2 separate regions of the Mus musculus genome follow, and region 1 is linked to region 2. A link is a contact called in public promoter capture Hi-C data. All regions are on one chromosome and are shown on one strand. The core of a region is the stretch at or near the end of the contact, and the rest is flanking DNA. Distances in the headings are between cores, read along the strand shown.

Region 1 (2,700 bases), core at 73-2,572, 150 kb after region 2:
GTGAGGTAGGAAAAATAAACAACATGGTCCAACCAGCAAGGTGGGTGGTACACTTGCCTTCCAGGTGCTGAGAAATCTTAGAGAAAAACGAATGGTGTAGGTAGCAAAGTCCTCACAAATTGAGATGCTCAGAGAAATTTAGCAAGAGTGGCAGATGGGATAGATGGATTCATTTAAGTCGAAGTCTATTAAGCAATTTTGGGGACATGTTTGAATGGAACATGTTGGTTTTTTCCTAGCTGCCTCCAGCTAGCTCCCAATGATGGTCCTAGTAGGACACAAGACGTTACACAGCTAAGCCACACCATCGACCCACATATGCTTACATTCACCCAAGGTTCTGCATGGTCCCCTTTTCTAGGCAAGACCAGACCTCAGCTTACTATAAGATCTTCCCAATTTCTAATATGCAGAGCAGATTCCGTTTTCTTGGTGACACATTTTTTCTGAACACTCTTAGCTCATTTCAACTTCCGCCAAGGAACTGGCCCTGCCGTGAAAGTCCATACCCTTGCCACACTGGTCTGGGGTCACTGTACACATGCCTAGCTTCCCTGAAGAGCTAAGCATGATCGTTCTCCAGCTGCAGCTCTGTGAAGACCAGGATGGATCTCCCTCTCTCTCTGACCCTGGGCAACCGGTCCATGAGAAACAATGTTATTTAAAAAGATGCATGGGTGAAGTAATGTCAGGTACAGCGCCTGGCTCATCTAAGATGTCAAGGTCTGAGAAATATTTCCCAAACCACAAGTATTTAAAGTAAGGTAATTCCTTACCCACTGGCACCTTAGTTAGGTAGCAATTCATCCAAACCTGAGAATTATCCATGTCCCATAGAGGCAGGCCCACTCGCGCACACACATCACAGCTGAAAACAAGCCTCCAGAGGTTCCTTCCCCGCCCCCATCCTAATGCAGGTTTTGAGGTTCATGGTGCTGAGTGCCAGGACATTCCAGCCCCACCAGAATACAGCCCAGAATTAAGCAACGCTTCAGTGTGGAGCAGAAGGGCTCCCGGGGACAGCAGTGGTAAGAATGGAAGGATGCTTCACAAATAGAAAAGTTATTGATTACGGGGGTAAGGGTGTCTTTACAGTTTAGGGAATTCCTAGTAAGCAAACAATTCTAAAGAGGTAACAGAAGGTTAAGGTCTCATTTACCAGCCCCTAGGGTCAGAAGAGACATCTCAAAGCGCCACGCGTCTACACACCTGGCAGTCAGGTTCTCCGGTGATGCGAAGTCCTCTGGCCAACCTGCTTGCTCTGTGCAAGTGCTGGGTCTGAGGGAGGGGCTTAGCATCACCCAAGAGCCTTGAGCTCGCTCAGTCTCTGGTGTGCGCGGAGCAAAGTCTCCGCAGTGGCTCTACCAGCTGGGACACACAACCATCGCACAGATCCCCGGGAACGCCAGAGACAAAATGATTTTGGAATTTTGCCTGCTATGAAACCAAGGATGGGATGATCACTCCCCTTGCCCCCACTCACCGGTTTCTCGGAGTTATGTCCATTTCCCCTTTGCTTCTGACTCCTGAAGGCATCTGCGAAGAGACCGGATTCCAAGGCTCACCGAGAGAGGAGACAGGGTGAAGTGGATGGTAGCTGGGAGGTGTACTCTCTAGAGTCCCTGCTCTACCCTGAGGGATAAGGATGGAGGGGTGCAAAACAGCCGATTTCGTTCCCACTAAGCCTCCGGGATCCTTCTGGGACGTCGCATGGTGGGTGACTGGGACTCTGGGAGGAAGAGACTTGCAGCGAGCAAAACTTTCGGTCCTCCAGCGGCGACTGGACGAAAGAACCTGTGCTTCTTCCCGGGGTCGCGCCAGGGTTGCTGGCTGGACAGGGCGGCGGGGCGCAGCATCCTGGCGCGAGGCGACCCTGCCCGGCTGAACCGGCGGCGCACTCAGGCTCTGCTCTCAGCCTGCCGGACTCCGCGCTCTCCCGAGCCCCGCGCACACGGCGCCTCTCTGGCGCCCCCAGCGGCTGCACGCAGCACAGCAGGGCCGGGCAGGGCCGAGCGCGCCCCGCCTCCCGCCTCCTCCGCCGCCCTCCTCCCCCTCTCAGAACACTCAATGTCGGAACGTTCCGAAGATGACGTCGGAGCGTTCTCGAATCCCGTGTCTCTCGGCTGCTGCTGCCGAAGGAACAGGGAAAAAGCAACAAGAAGGAACAGCAATGGCGACACTGCACCGCAAAGTGCCCAGTCCGGAGGCGTTTCTGGGCAAACCCTGGTCCTCCTGGATCGACGCCGCCAAATTACACTGCTCCGACAGTAAGAACCCCACCGCCTGTACCTCCTTTTATTATCCTGTAACCTTTCCATTCACCTAGAGCCACTGGGAAAAAGTGTGTGTGTGAGAGAGAGTGGCCCCCGGCGTCCTCCATGCTTCTCTCTCTCTCTCTAAATAAATACACACAGACACAGACCATCAGAGCACAGAGAGGCCCGGCTGCCAGCAAAGCTGTCTGTCTGTCTGTGCCTGGCTCTCCGGGGCAGGCAGCCTGCGGGGTGGGCTTTCGCAGCCCCACGGTGGTGTCTGTTTAAAAGGCGACTCTGTTGCTGCTTGCATAGTTTTTTTTTTCCTTTCCTTTTTTGGGGGTACCTATCTGGGCCAGGTAGATGGAAAGCCAGACTCGGGAGAAAATGTTGCATTGTCAAATTTTGCAAGATTTTCAGATACAGTATTTAGATCGATCTGTTTGTC
Region 2 (2,700 bases), core at 193-2,692:
CCACCTACTTCCCATTGCTATTATAAGAACACATCACCCACATGGCTTTTTACACAGATGCTGAGGGTCAAATTTCACCAAGTGAGCTGTTTCTCTAGTTCCTGTTGATCACTTTTGATCATTGCATGGAGGCTGCAGATTTTTTTGTGTGTGTTTTTTAAATTTTATTTTAAATTTATCATCATCATCATCATCAATGTGTGTGTGTGTGTGTGTGTGTGTGTGTGTAGATAGTATATGTGTCACAGAGGGCATGTATAGGTCAGAGGGTGACTTTGTATAGTCAGTTCTCTCCTTCCAACTTTATGTGGGTCATCAGGCTTCTGTGACATGCACTCTCACTCCTTGAATCATCTTGCTGGCCCATGTGAATGTTACTAAGGGGAGCCCTGGCAGCCCTAGGACAATAGCTGCTCTTGGTCTGCGGTAGCCTGGAGAGCACTGTATAGGAACTCAGTTGCCACTGACCCAGATGATGTCAGATTGCTCTGCCACTTAGGCTTTATTGGGAAAAAGAGGATTTGAGAGGAAAGATACAAAAGATTTTAAATGGTCATTTTGTTTTTTTTTCTCCCCTCCTCTTTTATTGTTGTTAGTTTGTTTTTCTAGACAGGGTTTCTCTGTGTTGCCCTGGCTGTCCTGGAACTCACTCTGTAGACCAGTATGGCCTCAAACTCAAAGAGATCTGCCTCTGCCTCTCTGCCTCTCTGCCTCTCTCTCTGCCTCTCTCTCTGCCTCTCTCTGCCTCTCTCTCTGCCTCTCTGCCTCTCTCTGCCTCTCTGCCTCTCTCTCTGCCTCTCTGCCTCTCTCTCTGCCTCTCTGCCTCTCTGCCTCTCTCTCTGCCTCTCTGCCTCTCTCTGCCTCTCTGCCTCTCTGCTTCTGCCTCTGATGTGGCTGGCGCAGCCTTAATCATGTGGGTGTTGTTAGGCCCGAGGGCCTCTTCCATCCTTGTCAAGGGGAGTGCTAAGCGTCAAGGGGAGTGCTAAGCTTCTCTGTTTTCATTCATTTTTCTCTTTTTTCCCCTCCCCCTCTTATTCAACACTTTTTTCCCCCTTTGAGACAGAGTCTCACACTGTAACCTAAGCTGGCCTCAAACTCAGCAGTCAAGTCTGGGATTTCAGGTGGGTGCCACCATGCATAGCTTCAAGATATCATTTTTGTGTGCCTACAAAGGACTTTGCATTCTTTTGGTGGCAGGGAGAAGGGAGACAGTATCTCTTCACATCGCCCTGGCTATCCCGGAGCTCACTAGGTAGACCAGGCTGGCCTCTGACTTTGTGGCTCAGGAGTTTGCATTCTTAACCAGGACCAGGAGAATGGTGAGATAGGATATGAATCCAGGAAATCAACAATGACCTAAGGAAGTGACATTGAGCCACCTACAGCATGAGGCCCCGAGTAAAGGCTCTCCTACATTATACTTGGAGGACGTCCTCACATCCATGAGATCACCATTCATCACCGTTAAGCATCATTTCCCAGAACTGAGATAAGAGAGGGACTCTCCCTAATTTCTGCAAAGAATTCTGTGTTTCCCAAGTGATTCTCATCTCCATGGCAACACTGCTAGTAAATACCCACTTTCCTAATACTAGCCTCCTCAGGCATTGCAGGCTTCAGACGATCAGCTGGTCACTGATTAAGAAATTGCTATGTGTGGGTACCACATGAAGCAGCTCATACTAATTTTAACTTAACCTGTACCCAGAGACACAGCTTTTATTCTTCCTCTCTAATCAACAAAGAAACAGAAACACAGACAGGTGGGTAACCCACCCAAAGACACACAGCAGAGCCACGATATGATCTCATATATTTCTGGCCCTTTGGCCTAGCACTTATGGGGAGGGCTAAGAAGTATAACCCCAGCTTGGCCAGAGCGGGATGGTTTGGAGACAGCAACCACATCCTTCACCTCCTGCAAGTTCTATTGAGCCTACACCCCTCCTCCTCAAACAGATCTACACCTGGCCTCGGATGGCAGAGCCAACATGATTTCCTATGTTCTACCTTTGGAGGATAGCCAATCCGTCTTCCTGTAATGAGAAGAGCTTATTTAGAGAAAATCCTCCAAAGAAAGAGTCACAGAGAGAGTCTCATCATTTAGGAAAACAAGTGGCTTAGCCAGGAATGGTGGCAATGCCAAGAATCCCAGCATTCAAGAAGCAGAAGCAGGAGAAACCTGAGTTTGAGACTCACCTGGGCTATGCAGAGAGTCCTTCTCTCAAAGAAAGAAAAAGAAAACAGGAAGTGTATAAGTGAATATTTTCTGTATTACATGGAACAATCTGCAGTCAGTATGAGGCTGGGAGAAGCAGTTCAGGGGAATGAACAGACATTCTATAGATCATTTCAGGAAGGAATCCCACTCATCCTGAACACAGGACTTCAAGTTTAAACAGGAAGCTTTGGAGGCAAGGAAAGGGCCAGGAGACAAAGGTAAAAGAAGGTGTCTCTCCCCTAGTGTCAAACTCAGCATTTAGACATACCTCAGGGCACCCAAGGTGAGGCCATGTTTCAGACATGGTTGGGGTCCTCTCATCTTTAAGTGAATTGAAGGTACTAAGGCCAATGGAACCCTTTTCTGAAACCCCACTCCAGAATCCTTGAAGCTGATACCTGTGATGCCATCTAAGGTGCAGGAACCTGATTTGCTTTCTCCACCAATTAAAGAATTAAAAGGCAGGAAAGAGTTTGAAA

Evidence for each region. Promoter capture Hi-C pulls out the DNA fragments that hold promoters and counts their contacts.
Region 1: a promoter capture Hi-C map of embryonic stem cells shows a contact between it and region 2. The contact joins the promoter of Atxn7l1 here to the enhancer-like site in region 2. A contact is called at or near these places in 4 of 39 promoter capture datasets (the C10 cell line, embryonic stem cells, hematopoietic stem and progenitor cells and 1 more) and 1 of 9 other capture datasets (liver).

Annotation. Positions count from the first base shown.
Region 1 is chr12:33,145,649-33,148,348 of GRCm38.p6, forward strand. Atxn7l1 (ataxin 7-like 1) reads left to right here and starts at 1,323. Exons shown (of 11, transcript NM_001374022.1): 1 at 1,323-2,267. The coding sequence starts at 2,087. It overlaps F730043M19Rik (RIKEN cDNA F730043M19 gene), which reads right to left and starts at 1,938. Exons shown (of 6, transcript NR_015602.3): 1 at 1,484-1,938.
Region 2 is chr12:32,999,044-33,001,743 of GRCm38.p6, forward strand. The region is part of intron 2 of Gm40874 (a long non-coding RNA gene); the gene reads left to right. It also overlaps the pseudogene Gm24922. Among named protein-coding and RNA genes, the nearest start is that of Gm40874, 4.4 kb to the left of the region's middle. Within about 2 kb of position 1,443, at least 27 of the 459 cell types and tissues checked have an H3K27ac peak or open chromatin away from gene starts, as enhancers often do.